Regions from separate parts of the Mus musculus genome. Here all the other regions are linked to region 1. The links are chromatin contacts, called in public HiCAR-type and promoter capture Hi-C maps. All regions are on one chromosome and are shown on one strand. The core of a region is the stretch at or near the end of the contact, and the rest is flanking DNA. Distances in the headings are between cores, read along the strand shown. Region 1 holds the start of Dnajc27 (DnaJ heat shock protein family (Hsp40) member C27). Region 2 holds the start of Rab10os (RAB10, member RAS oncogene family, opposite strand). Region 3 holds the start of Atad2b (ATPase family, AAA domain containing 2B). Region 4 holds the start of Mfsd2b (major facilitator superfamily domain containing 2B). Region 5 holds the start of Rab10 (RAB10, member RAS oncogene family). Region 6 holds the start of Fkbp1b (FK506 binding protein 1b). Region 7 holds the start of Sf3b6 (splicing factor 3B, subunit 6).

What was found. Promoter capture Hi-C pulls out the DNA fragments that hold promoters and counts their contacts. HiCAR-type assays count read pairs that join an accessible place to other places.
Region 2: a promoter capture Hi-C map of pre-B cells shows a contact between it and region 1, with 4 times the contacts expected there. The contact joins the promoter of Rab10os here to the promoter of Dnajc27 in region 1. A contact is called at or near these places in 1 of 39 promoter capture datasets (pre-B cells) and 2 of 484 Hi-C or Micro-C datasets (CD4 T cells and LSK cells).
Region 3: a HiCAR-type map of astrocytes shows a contact between it and region 1, with 2.1 times the contacts expected there. The contact joins the promoter of Atad2b here to the promoter of Dnajc27 in region 1. A contact is called at or near these places in 7 of 39 promoter capture datasets (the 3T3-L1 cell line, the C10 cell line, cranial neural crest and 4 more), 1 of 484 Hi-C or Micro-C datasets (pre-B cells) and 3 of 115 datasets of contacts at active chromatin or transcription factors (the 230-238 cell line, astrocytes and memory CD8 T cells).
Region 4: a contact with region 1 is called in a promoter capture Hi-C map of stem cell-derived epiblast-like cells, with 2.2 times the contacts expected there. The contact joins the promoter of Mfsd2b here to the promoter of Dnajc27 in region 1. A contact is called at or near these places in 5 of 39 promoter capture datasets (the 3T3-L1 cell line, cranial neural crest, hippocampal neurons and 2 more).
Region 5: a contact with region 1 is called in a promoter capture Hi-C map of pre-B cells, with 3 times the contacts expected there. The contact joins the promoter of Rab10 here to the promoter of Dnajc27 in region 1. A contact is called at or near these places in 4 of 39 promoter capture datasets (the C10 cell line, cranial neural crest, erythroid cells and 1 more) and 1 of 484 Hi-C or Micro-C datasets (pro-B cells).
Region 6: a promoter capture Hi-C map of pre-B cells shows a contact between it and region 1, with 4 times the contacts expected there. The contact joins the promoter of Fkbp1b here to the promoter of Dnajc27 in region 1. A contact is called at or near these places in 9 of 39 promoter capture datasets (the 3T3-L1 cell line, the C10 cell line, cranial neural crest and 5 more), 3 of 115 datasets of contacts at active chromatin or transcription factors (astrocytes, bone marrow-derived dendritic cells and microglia) and 2 of 9 other capture datasets (adipose tissue and embryonic stem cells).
Region 7: a contact with region 1 is called in a promoter capture Hi-C map of pre-B cells, with 4 times the contacts expected there. The contact joins the promoter of Sf3b6 here to the promoter of Dnajc27 in region 1. A contact is called at or near these places in 9 of 39 promoter capture datasets (the 3T3-L1 cell line, the C10 cell line, embryonic stem cells and 5 more), 3 of 484 Hi-C or Micro-C datasets (the C10 cell line, natural killer cells and pre-B cells), 1 of 115 datasets of contacts at active chromatin or transcription factors (stem cell-derived neural progenitor cells) and 1 of 9 other capture datasets (adipose tissue).

What each region holds. Positions count from the first base shown.
Region 1 is chr12:4,080,916-4,084,130 of GRCm38.p6, forward strand. It overlaps Dnajc27 (DnaJ heat shock protein family (Hsp40) member C27), which reads left to right and starts at 1,659. Exons shown (of 7, transcript NM_153082.4): 1 at 1,659-1,958. The coding sequence starts at 1,872.
Region 2 is chr12:3,234,224-3,237,438 of GRCm38.p6, forward strand. It overlaps Rab10os (RAB10, member RAS oncogene family, opposite strand), which reads left to right and starts at 1,568. Exons shown (of 7, transcript NR_015551.1): 1 at 1,568-1,706; 2 at 3,062-3,189.
Region 3 is chr12:4,915,626-4,918,840 of GRCm38.p6, forward strand. Atad2b (ATPase family, AAA domain containing 2B) reads left to right here and starts at 1,728. Exons shown (of 28, transcript NM_001362349.1): 1 at 1,728-2,296. The coding sequence starts at 2,084.
Region 4 is chr12:4,872,909-4,876,123 of GRCm38.p6, forward strand. Mfsd2b (major facilitator superfamily domain containing 2B) reads right to left here and starts at 1,451. Exons shown (of 14, transcript NM_001033488.2): 1 at 1,363-1,451. The coding sequence starts at 1,428.
Region 5 is chr12:3,308,365-3,311,579 of GRCm38.p6, forward strand. Rab10 (RAB10, member RAS oncogene family) reads right to left here and starts at 1,605. Exons shown (of 6, transcript NM_016676.5): 1 at 928-1,605. The coding sequence starts at 1,054.
Region 6 is chr12:4,840,013-4,843,227 of GRCm38.p6, forward strand. It overlaps Fkbp1b (FK506 binding protein 1b), which reads right to left and starts at 1,561. Exons shown (of 4, transcript NM_016863.4): 1 at 1,387-1,561. The coding sequence starts at 1,423. It also overlaps a transcript of Wdcp not described here.
Region 7 is chr12:4,815,961-4,819,175 of GRCm38.p6, forward strand. Sf3b6 (splicing factor 3B, subunit 6) reads left to right here and starts at 1,648. Exons shown (of 4, transcript NM_025323.2): 1 at 1,648-1,859. The coding sequence starts at 1,830. It also overlaps the pseudogene Gm20348.

The DNA of each region.
Region 1 (3,215 bases), core at 409-2,908:
GGGCCACATATTACATTGTTATGCCAATTATTGGAAAAGGTTCTATCTTTTTTTTCTTCAAAAAAAGCATTTAATATTTTAAATTAAGCATGCTTGAAACTGACTTAAAGTAACTACTGTCATCCACTGTGTCTTCCCAGACTTGGTTTAAGATGTTTAAAGCCCTGTGGGAGCAGAAACCTTCACCTTGGGATTACTGAGAAATTGTCAGCCATCTTTGTCAATCTCTGTTTACATCTGTAACTGAAATTATTGACTAAAAGAATAGTGTGTCTGTCAGACTGACTTTCATTCTAACAGTTGCTTTCCATAAGAAGTTATCGTAAAATTTATGATTCTACCTTATCTACCTTATCTTGTCAGGTAAGGGGAAAGGGAACAAGATTCTGGGTTAAGCCTGGATGTTGGCAGCTGTGAGAATCCCACACCATCACAGAGCTGGACAAACCTTAAGAACTATCCAGCCAGTCTTCCTCCTGAGGATGGGGGCCATTAGACTGATGCCAGAGAGGGAAAATTAACACACACACACACACACACACACACACTGCCTCTGCTCCAAAAGGCAACTCTGGTTTTCAACCAGGAAAGAGTCTTGTTCAAGGTCCTTTTCCAGAACCAGGGTCAGACTCCCAATTCTCATCTGATGCTACCTTCTTCGATGAAGCCTTTGCAGGCTGTCTGCAGATTGAAGCAACCGTCCATTAAGAATAATCAGGGGAGGGGTGATTATGTACTAAACAGATACTTTTTTGTGTGTGATTATTCCCTAAAGGACAACAATATAGACTAACAACTATTTACATAAGAATGATATTTACATTGTAATAGCATTTACTTTGTATTGAGTAGTTATGCTGGCTTTCTTGGGTTTTGGGTAGAAGCCAAGAAACTCACTTCTGTAAGAAAGCAGGCTGAACGGAGCCATGAGGAGCAAGCCACTAGGCAGCACTCCTCCACAGCCTCTGCATCAGCTCCTGCCCCCAGCTTCCTTTCCTATCTCTCCTGTCCAAATTTTTTTTGATGTGTAAGCCAAGTTAAACCCTTTTCTCCCCAAGTTGCCTTGGTTATGGTGTTTCTTCACAGCAACAGTAACCCTAAGACAGTGGGGCAGATAATGTGAGATGACACAAGTAGGCTGAGGATGTGCATAAGTTACATAAAGCTTTCTACACATGTACAATTTATACATAAAGGTTTTTATATATTTATTTTGAAACAGGATTGCACAATATAGCTCCACCTGGCCTTGAACTCATAGAGATCCGCCTGCCTCTGCCTCCTGAGTGCCAGAATTAAAGCGTGCGTTTGCTCGGATACCATCTTTAGGTGACTGGGACATCCGCAGAATCCACTGTGATCCTGGGCTCAGTCCTCTGCAGAAACTGTAGTCTGCAGTCACTGTACTGACGGAGAGGAGGATGGCAGCAGAGGCACCCATCGGTGAAGATTCCAGGAAAAAAAAAGCCTTTGGCATGACTGGGCCTTACACTAAATGTCAAAAACTCCCCGTGACAGCCGCTCTATTTCTGCCACCATGTACAGACCAATCTTGATGCCAGGCAAAGAAACCCCAATCGCCTGCAACCGGGCCGCACTGGCCCAACAGGACCCCAAGACCCAGTCCTCCCGGGCCCCGCAATGACGTCACGGCGCGCAGTCATCGCGAGACTCCGCTCGCCCTCCGCGGCTCGCCGCTTCCCAACCGCCCTCGTCCGTCCGCGGCCAGGCAGCGGTGGGGATGGCGAGCCGCGGAGCCAGGGTGGTGACGAGCACAGCGGCTCCGTCATTGGGCGAGGAGGCCTGAGGGACTCCAGGCTGGCTGGGTGCGTAAGGACACCACAACCCGCGGCCCCGGCAGAGCGAGGGCGATGGAGACCAACGTGCCGAAGAGGAAGGAGCCCGCCAAGTCCCTCCGCATCAAAGTCATCTCCATGGGCAACGCCGAAGTGGGGAAAGTGAGTACCGCGTGCTGCGAGGGCAGGACCTCCGCGTGCTGTGAGAGCGACATTCCCATTGGCTAGGAGAGCCGCCACTCAAAAGCTTGAAGCTCCGCCTCCTCTCTGCTTAGTTTAGCATCCTGAGCTCACTGGGGCTTGCGGCCTCCAGAGGAAAACTATCTTGACCTTTTTGACCTTTGGGCTGCTGGCTCTTTACTGACGTCACTGTCCCTAAAAGGTGTCAGGGTGGCCTCTGATCTTTGATTGTAATTTGAAGGTAGTAATTAGATTCCGATGTCGAATGATCAGTTTACATACCAAATCTGTTTTTCCCCTGAGAGGGGACGAGGTCCTGCGGGTTGGGGAGAGTGGTTGCCAGCCTTGCTGTTTAAAGAGATGCCAGGGAGGTGTTAGATTCTAAAAAATGTAGCCCTGAACAGCCTGGAGTCTATGTTCCCACCACCAGAGCACAACAACCTAGTGTGTTTCAGGGGACATGCACTGACAGCCCTAGATCTTGTGTTTTTAATTTTTTGTATTGTCACGTCCATTTTTCTCGGAGGAGTCTTTTTTTTTAAAAAAATACCATCTTTCTGAGTGTATCATTTCTGTATCATTTGCTGCTTATTAGCTACTAAACTTCCTCTCATCTGGGAAGGGAGGCCTTTCCTAAATGAATTTAGATGCCAGTTACTCGTTTTCTTCCCTTAACGTTGGGAAACTGTTGGTTAAGAATTCCCAAGGTCGACAGACAGGGAAGGCATCCGAAGTGGAGTCTTCACTAAACCAAACGCAGAAGACCTCTAATGGGAGCGTTTGCATACTACTATGTAAGCCAGTGCTCTGTGCTAGAAGATGCTCAGGAAGTGTTTATTGCTGTTATACAATTTAGCGTGCTCCCGTTCTACATATGGACCTTCATGTATGTGTTAACAAAACAGTTGCTGAAGATTAACATTTATTGACTATTGACTATTTTCCAGCTCTGTTTTACAAAGGCAGGAGAGTTGGGAATATTGTGAGTTGGTGCAGTGTGAGTGTGAATAGCAGTTCTGTTCCCAGGAGTCCTGCAGAAAACTGCTAATCCCAGTGGTAGGCAAGCACAGACTGCTGGGTCCCCGGACCCCCGACCAAGGAGCCTGATCAGCAAGCCTCAGGTCCCACGGAGACCTTGTCTCCAAAAGGAACGTGGATAACCACTGGGGAATGATACCCCATACACACACACACACACACACACACACACACACAATCACAATCAAATTGGAGGGGAAA
Region 2 (3,215 bases), core at 318-2,817, 850 kb before region 1:
GATTCTCTGGTAAGACTCACTACATCTCTCAGATGGGGTGGTCACTGCATCCCATGTGGGATGTTCACTGCATCTCAGGTAAGATGGTCACTGCATCTCAGGAGGGATGGATACTACATCTCAGGTGGGGTGGTCACTGCATCACAGGTGGGATTGTCATAGTATCTCACGTGAGATAGTCACAACATCTCAGGTGGCATGGTCACTGCATCTCAGGTGGGACAGTCACTGCATCACTAGTGGGATTGTCATCCCATCTCACTTGGGATGGTCACAACTTCACACGTGGGATAGTCACTGAATCTTAGGTGGATGGTCACTGCATTTCTGTTAAGACGACTCTCTACATCTCAGGTTGGATAGTCATTGCATCCCATGTGGGATTTTCACTGTATCTCAGGTAAGATGGTGACTTCATCTCAGGAGAGACGATCACATCTCAAGTGGTCACTTCATCTCAGGTGGGATGGTCACTACATCTCAGGTGGGATAGTCAACTGCATCACAGGTGGGATTATCATCCCATCTCACCTGGGATGGTCACTACATTTCAGATGGCATAGTCACTGCATCCTAGGTGGAATGGTTACAACATCTCAGGTGGCATGGACACTGCATCTCATGTAAGAATCACTCAGGTAGAATGTTCACTGCATCAAAGGTGAGATGGTCACTGCATCTCAGGTGGATGGTCACTGTATCTCAGGTAGGATAATCACTGTCAATACATCTCAAGTGGCATGCTCACTACATCTCATGTGGGATGGTCACTGCATCACAGTTGGGATCGTCACTGCATCTCAGGTGAGATGGTTACTGCATCTCAGGTAAGAGTCATTACATCTCCCTTGGGATGGTCACTGCATCACAGGTGAGATGGTTACTGCATCCGCTCCGGTTGGTGTCAAAGGATATGGATTTGCCTGCGGTGAAGCGGCCACGGTGAGGGGAGGCCGGGCATGCGGGCGCTTCGACCCGGTGACAGGGCAGCGTATTAATACGGTACGTTCCTGGGAGGTTAGACCCGGAGATGTACAGGTAGGAACTACACCTCCCAGCGTGCCTCCCAGTGAAACTCGGGGCTACTGTGGCGTCACTTCCTATGGCAAACAGGAAGTCATGCCTAAAGCAGGAAATAACTGCAACTCCCAGCATGCTTGAACCCTAACTTCCAGACAGGAAGTTCCTCCGTTCCAACAGGAAGTGAGTCCTTCTACCGCATTGTAAATCTCACGAGAACTCGGAGCGGCAGCGTGACATTGAAGACTTCCAGTTCCGGGTTCCGCTGATCAGAAGCGGACAAGCAAACAGCGGATGTGCAGTTCCTCTCTTCGCCGAACCCGGTTTTCCCTTTCGGAGCAGCGCGACCGATTTCCGGTTTCCCCGCCGCAACCACCGTTACCCCCCCCCCGCCCCAATCCCCGGCGACTCCAGCGACGTCACCGGTTCAGCTCCTGACCTTTCGGCGAACCGCAGAACCACAGGCGACCCGTTCGACGTCATCACTCCCCGCCCAGATGTCGCTGTGACATCACCCCGCACGTGCCTGCGCTGGCACCGCGTCGTCCTGGCGAGCGCCTCCTCGCGGCGGAAGGAGATCCTGGGGTTCGCTGTGCGAGACATGTCGGCGGGGTTTCACGTGAGTGACACTTGGTCCCCACGGGATTGACAGCGACTAGCGGAGTGGCATGTGGACGTAGCTTCAGGTGAGTGACCTGTTTTTTCCCAAGAGGCACTGACAGACAGGCCAGGGACGGAGCCTGAGCGAGGGCTGGGAGTGGCTGAGCGTGAGTGACAGGGGCCTGGGGCGGGGTCTTAACTAAGCTCCTGCAAGAGACATAGATTTGCATGGGGTCTAAGTTTCATTGCTGCTCGTTTGCATGAATTTGAGTGAATTTGAATGGCTGCTTGGTTTTGTTCTACCCAGGTTTATATAACCTCCCCTGACCTGTATAAATTAGCATATCGTGTACGTTGGGAATTTGCATACGCTCATGTGACATCAGTTTCGCATGATGAAAATTTGCATAAATTTGCATAATGACAGCTCCCCTGAGTAAATTTCCATAAACATAAACGATGTTATGGCTTTACTCTGCGTGTATTTGTCATGTAAATTTGCATGCATTTGCATAAAACTGCATGACGTTATGGCTTTTCCTGAGTTCAGATGATGTCACAGTTTCCCTCCTTGCCATTGACACGTGTCCAGATGATGTCATCACCCTGTGACACCCCCCCCCCCGCATTTGTATATATTGTATATATTCTCTTGACGTCCTGGCTGGGGGTGTGCCCAAGAGTGATTGAGTCATTGTGGGCAGGGCCTTGACGCGTGTCTGACCCCACCCATTCACCCCTTCCCCCCACCCCAGGGCCTGGCCTTCATGGTCGTCCATCCTGCCTTCCCCGAGATGCTGAGCAAGGCCACCTGGCCCTGCCTCCAGTACTTTGCCGCGAGGGGGGGGGGGCACAAAGGTCAGTGGGAAGGGGCCTCAGGGTAGCTACTTTCATCTTTTTAGGAAGATGGGCGTGGTCTGTTGGTGGCCATACCCACTGTAAGTGGCATCATGATTGCAGTTCTGAGTTTGGGAGAAGAGGGTGGGTTCTGGGGATGATGGAGCGGGGAAATGAGGTCACCACACCAACCACAAGTGATGTCACTTCCTGCTTTTTGGGAGCTTTATGGGCAAGACATCAGGATGGTGGGTGGGGCCAGGCCCACTGGAAGTGATGTCATTTTCAGGATTTCTGACTTGTGGGTGGGGCTTCTGTGAGGGGCTGCCAGGAAGTCTGGTATGATGTCACTTCCAGCTCCACCCGTCCCTCCCCCAGGAAGACCCAGAGACCTTGACCCTGTGGTGGTGTGTGGCCCTGCCCCTTCCACACCCATTGCAGGCCTCGACCCTTTTCATCTTATCCCCGCCCACTTCCCAACGCCATTGCACACTTCCAGCCAAGCCCACTGTGCCTGGCCATGCCCTCCACTTCCTGTCCCGCCCATCACCTCAGGCCCTGCCTGCTTACTTCCTGTCATGCAAATTTGTGCAAATCTATTCAGGTGACCTCACTGACCCCGCCCCTGACTCCACCCCTTGTGATGACCCCACCACTGACCCACAGGCCTTGGAGGGGCTGATCCTGGAGAAGTCAAAGGACCAGGAGGACGCCATGGGGGGTGCTGTACAGGTGAGTGGGGCCTTCTGGGGACGGAG
Region 3 (3,215 bases), core at 478-2,977, 830 kb after region 1:
TTCCCTCTAGGGTTTAGCTTTTGGTAGTTCCTAAAAGGAAGCAAACTTAGTATCTTTTGAACGGGTGTAATTTTTTTCTTTTTATTGTGCTACTTTGACAGGCGTGGGAGAGGGTTATACGGTATAGTCATGTGTTTTGCCATTACACTATATCCCCAAGTCTTATTTGTATATAGTTTTAAATAAAGTTTAAAAAGTATTTTATTGACTTATTTTTTTTCTCTAGTACAGACAGCTGTGCCCTATGCTCTCCATGCCTGCTTCCTCTTTCTTTCTTTCTTTCTTTCTTCCTTCTTTCTTTCTTTCTTCCTTCCTTCTTTCTTCCTTCTTTTCTTTCTTTCTTTCTTTCTTTCTTTCTTTCTTCCCTCCTTCCTTCTTTCTTTCTTTCTTTCTTTCTTTCTTCCTTCTTTTCTTTTCTTTCTTTCTTCCTTCCTTTCTTCCTTCCTTTCTTTCTTTCTTTCTTTCTTTCTTTCTTTCTTTCTTTCTTTCTTTCTTTCTTTGATGTATTTCCCCTCATTTTGTAGTTCAGAATGTATCTCTAAAGGAGTTCCTTAGGTCCTTGCTTGAAGTAGGGGCTCGTGCTTCTTACCACCAGTTGTACTTTACTGATCTCTTGTCCATTTGTTGGTGAGCTTTCTTGAGAATCAGAGGGTCTCATTATGTAGCTCTGCCTGTCCTGAAACTCACTATGTAGACCAAGTTGGCTTTGAACTTATTTACTTATTTATATATATATATATATAAATACACACAACTACTCTGTACATTCTATATAGTGAGGACTGAACAAAGCTTATTAATTTTTTGTTTGGGGTCTTACATGGCTAAATGTTATAACTATGAAGCTATTTAGTCTTTATTCACTCTTCACTTTTTTAGTGTAATAATCAGGGGAATTTCTGCCCAAATAAAGACTAGGCTCTCTATCTTAGATAAACTGTGATGCTTTGAAATGAACATTTATTCTTCCCTCTATAATTCCAGACCTTTCCATATTACATTAATTTAATAATTACATAGTACTTTGACTTTTTTTCCTTTGGAAGTGTTTTGTCTTAATTCTGCACACCGGTAGGATGGAGATAAAAGATGCTGCAAAATCCCTCCGGTAGACTTGGCTAAAGTCAAAGGGAACAACACTTGAGTTCAGTGGTTCAAATCTTTAATCCTGGCGCTTGGGATGAATGCAGAGTTCAAGGCTAGCCTGGTCTCCATAGTGAGTTTAAAAAAGGATGCAGAGTTCCTAGAGTTGTTTTTTCTTAGTTTAACTTGCGTGGATTACCGCAGGGACTTCTTTCATTCATTGCCATTATCATTTGGACAGTCATGCAATGTGCAGCCCAAGTTCATTAGGGGTCTTGCCCAAAGTACCTAGGCAACTGGAACCCCTCCGCACCGCACCGTCCTCTCCATTCCTTCTACTCCGCGCTTGGTCGGCCGTTCCTGGCGTCCTCCAGGCCACCGCAGGGGTCTGGAATCTGGGGTCCTCGGTCTTGGCCAGGCGTTGAAGGGTCCGGACTACGTTCCACGCGGAAACCCATCCTGCGCCCTGGCCGGCTCTGCCCATCCCCCAGTCTAGACAGGGCAGCAAAAGCTGGCCACTGTGGGGTTCACAGCCCAGAGCGCCTCCCCGCAGGCCTCCCGCCGATGCTGACGTCACGTCGAGGCGGGGCCTGTGCAGAAGGAAGGGCTGCGCGTCCTTGCAGCGCCCCGCAGCGGCCGCGTCCAGAAGCGGCCTTGTCGGCCCTGCGGCGCCAGAGACCTGACGCACGGAGCTCGATAGAGAGAGAACGAGAGAGAAAGGGGCAGACATGGCGGCTCCGCTCGGCTCCCGCTGAGGACCGCTGAGCGGGCGCAGGGTCTGCGCGGCCGGCCTGCAGCCTCGCTTCCGCCTCCCGCTCCCTGCCTCCTCGCGCCGCCGCCGGCTTCTGCTCCGCTCTAGCCTGTCGGGCCTGCGTCCCGGAGAGGCAACGCGAGCCGGCCCGGCGAGGCTCCGCTGGCCCCTGCCCGCCGGCGGGCCGGCCTTCCTCGCCTCTCCCGGGAGCGGCGGGCGCGGCGTGGACCCGGTCCCCCTGGCTGGACCATGGTGAACACCCGGAAGAGCTCTCTGCGCCTTCTCGGGTCCAAGTCTCCTGGGCCCGGGCCTGGGCCCGGGGCCGGAGCCGGAGCGGAGCCGGGGGCGACCGGCGGCAGCAGCCATTTCATCTCCTCTCGGACCCGCTCCTCTAAGACGCGCGCGGCCAGCTGCCCGGCGGCCAAGGCCGGGGGAAGCGGCGGCGCCCTGGACGAGGCCCGGGTAAGAGCGGCGGCCCACGGCCGAGGCTTGAAAGTGCTGGCCCGGCCGCCCGGGCTTTGTCTGGCCGGAGACCGTCTTGCGGGTGCGGTGGAGGGTGGCAGCCGCCGAAGGGCCGCGACTCCAGCACCTTAGCTGAGCCGGCCCGGTTCTTTTGTGTAAAGAACAGCACTCGAGTCCACGGGAGATGGCTCTTGGGGTTCCTTTCGGGGACATTAGAATGCTCTGCCATCCGTGTCCTTGCCCGGCTTTAGAAGGGAATTCTAGAGGAAGCAAGAATTTAAGGCTGCAGTGCCTGGCTTGGAAGGGGAGAAGAGAGAAGTGAAAGTTTTCTGCGGTGTCAAACCCCTCTTGAAAGTGTGTCAGCTCTTGCCGCTGTCTGAGTTTACTTAGTTTGGGGGTGGTTCAAGTTGGTAAGGAAGTGAACAGAGCTCCAGTTGGCAGGCAGGCAGGCAGGGATGCTGAAAAAAGTTTGTAGCTGCACTGACACCAACTTTAAAAACAAAACCAACGCTTAACGCCTCTGTAGGCAAGGCAGATCAGACACGGTGCTGTAAGCTGTAGGGCGAGCCAGCCAGCTAACCAAGGTTCTTGTAGAGAGCAGAGGACTTTCAAGTTACAAAGGGAGTATGTAGAAAGAAACGTGTCGAATGGCCATCGTGACATGGTTTCTACATTTCTGTTAAGGAAATGTTTTTCAAAAGTCAAACTAGCGTTGTTGTGGTCCGTACAATTGCAGAAGCAAGAGTTGCTTTAGTTCTTTAGAGATGAGATCTGAGATCCTGAACTTTTATCACCTGTAGTGTAAAACATGAAGCTAGCACATCGAGAAGTTTGTGTTACTATGAAATTGGTTCTGAATTCAAGGAGTGGGTTAATTCTGCCTAGAAAGAGGCTAACTTTCTAAGAGTAATTTGACTGA
Region 4 (3,215 bases), core at 201-2,700, 790 kb after region 1:
TGCTCAATGTTTCTAAGCAGTGAATGGCTATGAGGATGCTGTAAAGTAATCTTCAACTAAGGCTAGGAATCATTTTATTTTTTTCATCCTTTGGGGGCAGAGTGGGGTGGGAGGGAGTGTGGACTTCGTCCATTTCAGTATCTTGTAGACACCACCACAGGCAGGCTGTGAGGAAGGGAAAGGTCTTCCTAGATAAGGCATATCACAAACTTCACACATTTCCTACCCTAGGAGAAAAACCACACTCAAGGCTGGATGTATTCTTCTTCTGACATCTGTGTGGACATCATTGCAACTGCCAGAAAAACTTTACAGGCAGAATCCAGTGTGAGCGGATTCCCATCCTTTAATGAGTCTCTTGTTTACCCTAAATGGGCCTGTGGAGGTTTGAGATAATAGAAAGGCCGTTACAACAAACTCCAGCTGAAACTGACATGAGACAGACTCACACACTGAGTGATGCTGGGTCTCCTTACCCCATCAGCCCCATAGAGTCCATGGAATCTACACTACACTACATGGAGCGAACAAACTGGCTGTGTGACCTGCGGAACTTGTTGCTTGATAAGCAAAATGAAGACATGCACCTCATAGCATTATTAACGTAGTCAAACACTGCTGCTTCATGGCAGTCTTAGGTTTCTTTTCCTTTTTCCATTAATATCACATATCACCTCAGTTCTCTAAATTCTGGGAGAGGTGAGGTCCCACCCCACCCCCAGTACCATCTTACCATCTGAGATCTGCAGCCACCGGGCCATGTCTCTTACTCATCCACTTTTCCTAACTGTTAAGGCGATAGCTCTAATTATATTTCCCAGAACATCAAGAAATCTTCCTGCCTTAGCCTCCCCAGTCAGGTACTGAGACTACAGGCACACCTAGGCACGGGGTCTCCCAACTGAGGGCCACTTTTTGCCACGAAGAGAACGCAGAGGGTCTAAGGACCTTGGGTTCCCATCTCCCCTCTACCCAAATCTCTCAAGCCCCTGCCTGGGCATCCGGAGAATCCTCTAAGGAGAACTTGGTACCTGGCGAGCACCACAATTTCGGAGGGAGGCTAAGTCAACCGGAGCTACCAGGAGTTTGGGGAAAGGAGGCAGCTCCCTTCGCTGGGCTAAGAAGCCTCCAGGAGGATCTGCAGTCAGGACACTGGAGATCTGGTCCTTCCAGCCTGCCTACTTGAATAAAGCTGTGTTACTTCACACTAGGACTTGGGATGCCTTCCTATTTTCTCTGGGGTGTCCCAGTGGCGCCAAACCACACACTACCCAACAACTGGACAAAGTGCTGTGGTAGGTTCTTCCCTGCTCTTGGGAGCGCTGAGTAGCCCGGCTTCCCTCTTCCCACCCTGACGCTCACCGAGCCTGGCTCCTGGGTGTGAGGCTCTGCGACAGGAGCGGGGGTGGGTCCATGGGGCACCGACATCCCGTGGCTGTTAAGCTCCGACTGCTGCCGCAGCGCAGTCACTATCGGGAGGGTGGATCTGGCCAAGTGGGCGTGGTCCCATTGTGCAGGCAGCCCGCCCTCCGGGAGCTCTAGTAGCCGCGTGCCACCTGAGGCAGCAGTGTGGGGATACCCAGGACCTCGAAGCTTCGGGTCCTCCTCTCCAAGGAGGAACTCCAATCTCCATACACCTGGGAAAAAGCGGTCAAGTCCTCAGGGACGATCTTGTTTGTTTCTTGGCAGACATGTTGTAGACAGAAACCCTCAGCTAACCCCGCCTTGGGTGAAAGCCAGCAAATAAACCTATTTAAATAAAGCACTTCACTTGTCCAGATTAAAACTGTGGCTGAGTGGACTCAGCCCGAACTACACATTTCCCAGGCTTTTCCTATAGGGGACTTGCAACTACAGCTGTGCCACCAAGTCCTGGAGGGTGAATGAAGTGTGGTGGGTGTGATAGCTCACCCAGGACATACTTTCAAAAGGCAAAAGACCACACTGTATAAACACCTAACAAGAAAATAGTGTGACTATCCTTCCTTGTATTATCAGACTACTGAAACAATGGGTCCCAGAAATTAGTCGACCCCTACCCCCAAGGGGGGAAAAAAACCCAAAACCCAAAAAATTCCTCCTAGGAGTAAAGGGGCTGGGCAGCCAACTTTTTTTTTTTTTTTTTCCAAGACAGGGTTTCTCTGTGTAGCCTTGGCTGTCCTGGAACTCACTTTGTAGACCAGGCTGGCCTCGAACTCAGAAATCCCCCTGCCCCTGCCTCCTAAGTGCTAGGATTAAAGGCGTGCGTCACCACGCCCGGCTAGGGCCAGCCAACTTAAGAGAAAGATTTCCAATGTGTCAACTTTGATGTGCTGCGGCGTTACATTCTCTTGGAGATGGACTTCGGAGGCCACTGGATCTTTGGATTCCTCTCCTCGGTGTGCTTGGTATGGTCTGCTCACCCCACCCCACCCCCAAAATAGCTTTAGCCATTTTGTTTCATACCTGTCAATCACCAACACAGAGAAGTGACTTGGCTCAAGGCCATGCTAACCACATACCCTGTTTTGTGTTTTGTTCTGTATATTTTGAATGTTCTATATGAGGTTTGCTGATCTTAAGAGATTAAAAAATAAAAAGGAAAGAGAGAAAAGAAAAAGAAATTCCACAAAGCATTACATGGCCATCAAAGTTCAATATTAACTGTTATATCTGAAATAGCTAGAGTCAGAGCTGACCATGAGGCAGCCCTTCCTGCACCTCCCTATGAGCTCATACATACATATGTGAGCACTGCATGTACGTATGTGGTTTTTGTTGCTGCTACTAATAAACCAAAAGTTATAATTCTTGTGCTGCTATCCCAAAGCTCTGCAATTCTCCTGCACCCATCCACTAACCCCTTTACCTAACCCAGGACCAATCAGCCTAAAGGTTAGCTGATAACACTTTGCTTAGTGAGCCAACTGCTCCCCTCCCTGCTCTTTAAACCTTTGAACCTGGTTTTTCCTGTAAAAAGTCTACTCTGAGAGATTAGTACCGCAATTAGGCTCCCGCAGTCCTGTCGGCGGTCCTGGACGTCCAGCATTAAGGTGTGCGTTCAGTAAACTAATCTTGCTTAACTGAGATCACTTTGTATGGTGTACGTGGAGATTCCTGAACCCCAACAGTGCCCACACTGAATACATCTCCCTTCTTGCCTTTCACTATTCATTTGACTCTTTGAATTGGTGCGTGGAGGGTGGATGACTCAAACCCGGTTTGCTGGGAAACAG
Region 5 (3,215 bases), core at 355-2,854, 770 kb before region 1:
AATGCCGGAGCTGAGGTTCAAAAATGAAAGACACCGGATACTTTAAAAAACCAGGGAGGGGGGTGGTCATGTACAGTTACTTTGACAAAATTGATGTTGGTGCCAGCGTCAAAACGACTTTCTTGAAACCTTCCCTTTTCATTTCCGAAACAGGAAACCCATTTAAAAGGTCAGTTTTTATTTCCATACCAAGTAATTCCGAAATATGTGGTAGTACATTAGAAGTCCTTAGAGCCATGACTGACGAAAGATTTTCCTGTAAATTCTAACATCAAGTAAAACATTAGAACTTGACTTGATTCCATTGGGTTGAAAACAGAAACCGTCCATCTGCTTCGTTGAGGTCTTGAAAAAGCACTGTGAGCCAACCATGCCAGATTCCCACCCCAAGCACGAAGGGCCTCCGATTGTTTGACACATCAATGGTTCAGTCAAGACAGCCAACTCACTTTCCCCCGCCCCTCTCATTTTCCTTAATGATTCTGCAACTCTCAAGTTTACTCCAAGTTACAGTCAGATAGAATATTTTCTCTTTGACCCCCAATTCGGGCCTTTGCCACATAGCCAGTACTGCTTCAATCCCAACCACTAAATTACGTCTATTACAAATAGCACATCAAGTAACTTCATGCAATTATGGTAAGGCCAGGCAAGTCACTTAAAGAAACCGGATTCTGGAACGCTGCTAAATGCTGCATATTTTGTGCCAGAAGGCACCGAACAGAGAAGGAGACTTGAGACCGGATGGTAAGCATGGGAAGACCCCGCCCCAGTAAGGCTATTCCGATTCCAACAGTAACTTAGGTCTGTCGTCTGGAATCGGAATCACTGGAACAAAGGCGTAAATTCCGGGAAGCAAGATGTCTGGAATAAAAGAAAACGGCTCGCGGCTACAGAGCCCCCACACCATCCTCCCACAGGTCTTACCTATGGTGGAAATAAAGGTGGTATTGAAGGCATCGTCCGAAAAACGAAAAAGGACGCAGGTCTTGCCCACTCCCGAGTCCCCGATCAGGAGCAGCTTGAAAAGCAGGTCGTACGTCTTCTTCGCCATTGGGAGGAGCGGCTCGGGCGCTCGCCGCCGGTAGCCCCAAGGGATCGGAACTGCTCACTACAACCAACTCCTCACCCGGGCGTTCTGGGGCCGCAGCAGCCGGGTAGCGTGTGCGGAAGGAGAAAGCAGCTCTCGAGACGGAGCAGGAGACCTTCCGAACGGCCTCGTCGAGGAAGCCCCGACGGTGGCGGCGCCCGTGCCTCCGAGGGGCGGCGCCCGCGGCTCCGCAGCCTCTCCCAGCCGCTCCGCCCGGTTCCGGGGAGTCGGTCGGGACAAAATGGCCTCCCCTCCCCCCTCAGCGCAGCTCGGCCGGGACGCTCCCACGGGCGGACGAGCGAGCTCTACGTCGAGGGAGCGCGGCGGGCTTGAACACGGCCTCCGCCCGGAGCAGAAACCCCGCGCTAGGACACGGGCGAGGGCAGCGGGAGGTCTCGCGAGCCGACAAGCCCTGCTACATAACCCCAGGAAACAGAGCCGCCCCGGCCAGAGCCACCTTTTTCCCCGTGCCCTCTCACGCCGGCGTGCGCGCAGCCTGAGACGCACGCAAGGACGTACACCCGCCCTTCTCTCGCGCCCTCGCCCCTGCGGCCCGCCTCTGCGCACGCGCGCGGGCGGGCAAGTAGGGCACGCGGAGGCGGGACCAGAGGGGGCGAGGCCGCGGGCGCGCTCCCTACGGCCTCCTGATTGGGTGAGCGGCTTGACGAACACGCCCCGCGGGGGAGGTGCGGCCCGGGAACTGCGCAGGCGCACTACGTCCGTATAGCTCCTGCCCTCCCTCCCTTGCCTTTTCCGGGGCGCCCAGCTGACTGCTGGAATCCTCTACTCCCTCTCAGTATCCTGTTGAGGAGCTAAGGATGTTAGCCCAGCGACGGGCGTGGCTGGCTGTGTGTGTGTGTGTGTGTGTATAGTTCATATAGATGAGAGAGAAAGAAGTGCTCTGGGCCACTCAGGAACCTCCTTACTAAACCCGGACATCTCCAGAAGAGATCCCGCTTGTGGGCTGGTCCTGACAACCTGGTCTCCTTAAGAAGCTAGAGTTGATAGAGCCGGGATTCCAAACTGAAAAAGGCGCAGCGCTCCTGGGGTTGGAATGATGTCATCGGCCTGAGGAACCCCGGGTGCGGGGAGAACCTCCCTGCGAATGGAAGCTTCTTTGCTGCTTCGGGCCTAAGCAGCCCTTGGAATCCCGGGAGCTGAAGCGCTCTATTCAGAAAAGGCGGGCGGTCACTGTAGCCAAAGTTGTACCACCAAATCGAAAATCTGAAAGCCTGCCCCATCCCAACCGATCTCTTCCTTGCTTTTCACTTGTTTGTAGGTTGGTTGTTTTGTTGCAAAGTCTGTACACCAGTACTGACTTCCAATTCATGAATCTCCAGTCTCAGCCTCCTGAGGGCTACTCTGGTGGGGTAACTCCACCACACCTGTGCCATGTCTTTTCTCTAGTTTTGTCCCTTTTCCCTCTCTCCCTATCAGTTTTATTTACACCTCCCTTTTCTTCCTTTCTATAGTCGAAATAAGCAAATTTCTAACTTACCTTTCTAAGTATGCTCCAGCACCCGCAGAATGTGATGGTAGAATGGTTGAACCTGATGAGCTGATTCACCAATAAGGAGATTTTTATTTAGGTAAATTTTATATACACACACACATAACTAATTAGCATATAACAAATATATAAGCATATTAAATAAAAATAAGCTACACTTTGGCAGACACCTCGCCATCACCAACATGTGCATTTCATGTGTAAGTAAAGCCTTTGATCATGTTCTTTTCTGACCATCTTAGATGTGATCATGCTCTTCAAAGACTTGTCCTCCTTCTAAACACCCATAAGCCTTTGAAGGTGTTTGTGTTCTCTAAACCATCTCCCAGTTGATTCTCTGATTGGTTTTAGTTTTCTCATTAAACTATATCCTCCAAATCATTCTTCCTCCAGCTGGGACTGTCGTGCTGTATCATGAATCAACAATTCTATTAAAAGTTGTCGGTAAGCTTCTCAGCTTTGTCTTAGCTCAGTCATAATCTTGAGCACCCCAGGAAAATCTTCAAGGAGCTGGGGATGTAGCGCACTTGTACAGTGCCTGTCTAGCATAAATGAAGCCCTGGGTTCAATTCTTGCAAGTTGGGGACCAGAAAATCAGAAGTGTAGAGTCATCTT
Region 6 (3,215 bases), core at 311-2,810, 760 kb after region 1:
GGTCCTAGAGTCCAGTCACAGTGAGAGCCCATTGGTTCCATCCTGTAACCCTAGGTCCAGCACACAGTGTACACGTTCCATAAATATCTGCTAAATGAGTGGTTTGTTTAACAACTCACAAGTGGCTTGGTGAAGTTGGTTGTGGATGCATGGATAGTAAGTATCGAAAGAGGAAGTGCCAGTGTGGATCCCTCCCGCCCTAGCAATCACCAAGAGGGCAGCTGCTTGCAGAAGTAGGGGGAAGAGTCTTTTAATGATTTTCTTCCTGAGGGAGGGGCCCTTAAAGCTCTGCATTTTAGGGGACCTGTGAGAAAAATGAGGGGACTGAGAACGGAAGTCAAATGGAAGGCGGGGAGAACGAAGATGGGGAGACAGCTCAGAGGCTGTGTGGGTGACAAGGCCTGGGAAGAAACGTGTATCTGCAAGGAGTGATCTGGGCAGTATCGGGTACTTCCAGGAAGCCCTCGGTTTGTAACCAAGAAGCCCTTTAACTCCCTGCGAAGGAGCATGCCAATAATATCCAACAGCAAGTTTGCTTGTTAAACACTCTGGACCTTGGGGGTGGCTTTTGGTCTGGATTAAATTTTGCTTAAGAAATAGCTACTCCTTGAATATGTTGAATACACCCAGTTTTCTAAATAGTTGAGGAAACTTGGTGAGACAGGGAACCCAGAGATAGATAGACTGGGAGGAGGGGGTGGGGTGGGGCGATGAACCAAATTATGGAACGCGAGTTGTTTTGACCTGGCTGACCCGGCACCATGGACCCCCCAGGAGGATCAAGCAGCAGGTCCGAAGGCTGGGTTTTGACTGAGGAGGGCATGGTAGAGGGCAGATGACCAGGAAGGGTGAGTAGGACCGGGAGGGTGAAATAGGAAGCAGAAGCAGCCAAAGGAGTGGCAGGCTCCCAAATTGGCTCTCTCCACAACTAACCACTGCCCAGCCCTGGGGGCCTCCAGACAAGAGGGGCGGGGAGGTGTGGTGCAATAGGAGGGGTTTCTCTGTACAGCAGGAACCCCCAAAGCGAGATCATCCCTGGAACCGAACAGGAAAAACGGAACAGAAATTCAAACCTGGGAAGTCAGTAGCAGCGGTTAATCGAGAGGTTGCAGCTCAGGAGATAGCAGCCGCAGCCTAGGACAGTGGCTGGACATAACCCCCTTGCCCTAAGGTGGCCGCCTTCACTCCCCAAGGTGAGCGGGCGCAGAATGGGATGGTGCGTTGTCCTCTGAAACCCACAAGAATCGGGGAAGGAGGTCTCCTCCTGTCGCCCGCATCTTTGACCCTCTCCCCGCTTCAGGTCCCCGGAGCCACCTCGGAATCAGATCCCAGCCCGCGGACTCCGCCCCGGGACCCCTCCTCCTCCCGGGCCCAGCCGCCCGGTACCGTCTCCTGGGGAGATGGTCTCGATCTCCACGCCCATCACGGTCCCACAGGCCCCGCCTCCAAGGGGGTCCTCGCGGCTGCCCCGACCCCGGCTCCGCTCTGGCGCGGACCCCGCAGGCACTCCCGCTCGCCTTCTTGCCGCCACTGCAGAGCCGGAGGAGGTGCGGCTGGAGTCAGGACCTGCGCGGGGAGGGGCCGCCGGGAAGGGGGCGGCGGGGTGGAGCTGTGCGACAAGGTGGGGTCGGCCGGGGCGGAGCCCGAGGGAAGCGACCCTGACGTGGCTGCTCCGGATCCTGGCCAGACTAACCACCATTAACCCACTGGCTGAAAGGGGAGGCAGGGTGAGCGAGGCGTGCCGGCACTAGCACATCCACACATCTATCCACTCAGTGTATATTTATTTAGCACCTACAGGGTGCAAAGCCCCAGGGAGTCCACTCAATCCTACAGACTAGGAGAAAGTCGGTAATTAAACTAACTCTTTAAATACGTGTGCTCAGTGCCGTGGGGTTCAGAGTAAAACGGAAGCACCCGAGACTGATACCTACCCGGGTTAGGCTTCCCGAATCTATTGGAGCAGAGCCGGCGAAGGGAAGAAACCAATTATTGACGAATTTTCCTCAACCACCTTAAGACCACATTCATCATTCCTCAAAGTTTTACAGCAGGTATATGTATTGGAGGTCTCACCTTTCAAGGTAAAGGACTGCTCCCTGGGGATTCCAACTGAATTAAAGGAGGATCAGCTCTGTGCTGAAGATACAGCGACAGCCTGAATGGTGAATGCTATAGAAGGAATGAATGAATTCTTTTACCTCTACCCAAACCAAACCAGGATCTAAAAAGATACTTTTGTCCTTCCCCAATCCGAATTCCGCTTCCTTGGTCCTGGGACTTGAATCCAGGGAAGCCAGGGCCTGTTCACTCACGCTAAGCTAACAGAGGTTACGTCCATGGCCCCTAGGAAGATACATTGGGAGGAGAAAACATTTGCTTGAAGGCTGAAGGAGACTTTAAGAAATGCCCCCCACCCCCATCTTTTCTACACCCGTTGCACAGATCTGAATTTGTTTCTGACAAGAGCCAATGGGAGGTGAGTATGGGAGAAGGACCTATTTATTCAAAGGCCCAGAACTGGAACTTGACGCATTTTCCTCAGTTTCTCCATCTCCACTCTTCCAAGTGGCTAGCTCGCAGATACTAGCTTGCCAGGATACAAGGACTAAAGTTGGTGCTCAGAAAAGCTGGTTTACGGTACTGTGCACGTTAGGATCAGAAAAAAACCCGTGTGTGTGCCCTAGAGTCGTCAGGGCTTAAGGCAAACAAACAAACAAAAAAGCTTAAGACACCCCACCCTCCAACCCTGACCCTCACCCCCCTACTGGTTATGGCCTTGGGCAGGTACTTTGAGATCGGGGTAGAACAGATCTGCTACTTGGGCAGGCCTACGAGGCTGGCTTCAGGTAAACGGATGTATTTACATTTTGGGAGTGATATTTTATGGGATTTTTAAATGTGGAGTTCTTGACTCCCCTCTAAACTAAACACTAACTTTTTACACATGTTGACTGTAGAATTCCGATTCCCTCTTGCCAACCAATTTTTTTTTTCTCTGTATAGCCCTGGCTGTCCTGGAACTCACTCTGTAGACCAGGCTGGCCTAGAACTCAGAAATCTGCCTGCCTCTGCCTCCCAAGTGCTGGGATTAAAGGCGTGTGCCACCACGCCCGGCTCTTGCCAACCACTTCTAAGAGAACAGTTGAGACCTGCGTGGGAAAAGAGGTTGAAGCACTTGAGGTGTATTGTGAAGATTTTCGGGCGGTGATTTC
Region 7 (3,215 bases), core at 398-2,897, 740 kb after region 1:
ACCAATGCTTGCGTTTAACATGACTACCAATCTCTCTCCTTTGGAAGGTGCTGATCCTATTAGGAGAAGAATGTCAACTGCCCAGCTCTTGATGGTTGCTGGGCTCTCTGTGGCTTAATAGTAGGAGCTGTTGTTAGTTTTAGTGGGCCCTGTTTTTAAAACTACTTCTTTGTTTGTTTGGGTTTTTTTGTTTGTTTGTTTTTTGAGACAGAGTTTCTCGGTATAGCCCTGGTTATCCTGGAACTCACTTTGTAGACCAGGCTGGCCTTGAACTCAGAAATCTGCCTGCCTCTGCCTCCAGAGTGCTGGGATTAAAGGCGTGCGCCACCACGCCCAGCCTTTAAAACTACTTTTTAAATGAGGTAGTCGGATCACTAGTTTGCTCGATCTAGGGATAATGAGGTGGGTGGTAAGTGAAAGAAAGTAGGATTGTCACCCAGAAAACTGCCTTTGTACAAACAGCTTGCTTTAGGGAGCCTATAAATAAGTCTGCTACCTTGTGTACCAATTGGTAACTGTGTTCAGATAATTAATTCTCTAAACCCTCCCACGTATTTCTATACTTCATATTTATATGTTTCTATCAGAATGAGCAAAAACATGGCCACAGTATTAAGTCTTCACATAGGCCCACGGCTTTGTTTTCAGGGTAGACCTCTTCTCAGTATACCAAAAAAGCCTATGTAAGCTTGGACCTTCGACAGGTTTATGTTCCTAAAATCCTCTGTAGCATCATAGAAGGAGCCAGCTTTGGGAGTATATCCCATCAGTTTCGCAGCGATAAGGCTTCAGCATTCCTTTTGTGTTAAGCTATGTAAGTCTGTCACTTGCACTAGTATTTTACTGCAGCCTTCAGTCTTACCTGGTACAGAATGAGGGTGCACATTTGAAAGCATGCTCTTTCCTGATGGGAAGTGAAAGGGTGTGCTGTTTTAGATACTCAAAACATTAGGGCTAGGCAGGATGGAGAATAACAGGGTTAAGGCCTTTCTTCAGGCTGATAATCTTTTCCTTAGTACAAACGCCGGTGAAAACCTCCACGGAGCAGATTCTGCCTTTCTCTGCAAACAGCCCCCAACGTCTGCTGCTGGTTCTTGATAGAGTCTACCCGGCAACTTATATTCAAGTGGCTAATATGTGGGGGCTAACAGGAGCGCGGGCAAAATCGTCTTGGAGCTGCCCTAGTGAAGGAGGACCTCCGAGCAAACTCGGAAGTGGCCTCTCTTCCCATGTCCTGTAAAGCTGGTCTAAGGAAATAAAAAGATGCATGTGACGGGTTGTGTGCTCTGTTTGCGTGGACAGGGGCCGCGGGAACCGGGTGAGGGAGTTCGACGGTCAGGTGAAGCGCGACCTGAGGCCCAGGGCCCCGGGATCGGCCTTCCGAGCAAAGTTCAGATTGGGACCTCTGTTGGAAGCGCTGGCGAGCCGGGTTCCTCTCCGAGACCTGGGCGCGCTAAATCGCAGGCTCTGGGTCTGATCTCTCTCATGGACCCCGCCCCTCGCTCCTTAAGCCACACCCCCTCAAGCGGAACACCTCCCTTCCCTTGGCATTCGCCCCGCCCCTTCCGGTCCGCAATCCGGAAGCGTTCTGGAGCTTGCTAGTTCGCTTTCCGGCTTGAGAATGCGTTCTCTGTAGTGTGACTTGGAGCATCTTTTCTAGGAAGTAAACGCGTCCTAATTTGAGACGCGGACTTTCCGGCATTGCTGTAAAAGCTTCCGGCGCTACCTGGCTGTAAATACTCTGTATCTGACGCCGTGTCGCCCACGAAGGCGATCAGGTTTAGAAATATCCAGAGGGATCTTACGGTAACCTACATCAGCCCGCCAAGATGGCGATGCAAGCGGCTAAGAGGGCGAATGTGAGTACCCCGCTTTCTGCGTGACAGGGAAGCGATGTTGTTGCTTGACTGTTGCTGCGTGCCTGGGGAGCGTTTTTTGTCCCTCCGCCCATAGTTGGGGAAGCTTGTTATCAGTTCTGTCAAAGGAGGTTCTGTCCTGGGCTCGTCCTCAGGGGTGTGTTCTTTGAGCGACTTTTCGCCCCACCCCTATTGAGAGCCCCCTGGCATCAGTGACCTCGTAACGCCTAGGACCAGGCGTTAGGCTCTTCTGAGTCCAAAAAGACATACGGAGTAACTATTTGGTTCCTTGCCAGCTGGAGCCTGGGATTTTTCTCGAATGTAGAACTTTGGGAATCCTCTATTAATATTATGTAAGCACCTGCTTTGTCTCTTGTCTTACAAACGGGAAGCAATTCATCAGTTGGGTTTATTCAACACTACTGTGTAAAGGACTAGTCGGGCTTATGTTCTACTGTTGTCAGTGAGTGTTACCAAAACCTTTAAGGAAAAAAAAAAACATCTTTCAGGAAATTAAGAAGTGGTTAAAACTTAGAATCACACCAAAACAAAGACACATAATTGACCATTGGATATCCTGATGAAGATTTTGGGCAACCGCGATTATGTGAATCATTTCAGTGAATGAAAACTTAGTTCCTGTAAAATAAAAAGATGGTAGGAGTTAGGACAAAACTGTAGAGCTGATTCTATGATTTTTCTTATTAATAGAGAAATTGAATTGTTTTAAAGATACCTACAGTGCTTTTTATAGACCAACGAGAGTGAGCCAACATAATGGTAGAGACCTGATATGTAAGATTCCAGAGTAAAACTGGAATGTGGCTCAGTGATTGCCTAGTGGGCGTGAGTCTGGATTTGACTCCCAGCACCTCAAACCATGACAACCAAAAATAAGTAAAGAGGGGAGTGGTTGGTACACCAATAGAAGAAAAAAATGGTTGGATGGACATAGATGGATAAAGTTTACAATAGGAATATATAGTTACCATTTGATCATATCTGTTTTCTTCAAGAAGTGTGGAGCCCCGGGTCATATCCTATGTTGGCTGAGAAGAGTATAGAGCCTTTTCAAATTTTACAGGGGATGATGATGGTGAAGTTTTAGGAGAGAAGAGAGAGACATACACAGTGTTTTACACAGTGAAAAAGCAGATTTACTGGAGAAATATATTTGTGTGGCAGTTGTTGATTATCAAACTTGACCTGGAAATCTTAAACTTTTATAGTCTGTCTAATTATCACCACTACTCATTTGAAGGTAGGGATAAGCGTTTTTACTTTCATGTTTGTTTATTATTGTATGTGCACATGTAGAGGCCAGACGACAATTTGTGGGAGTCGGTTCTCTCCATGTGG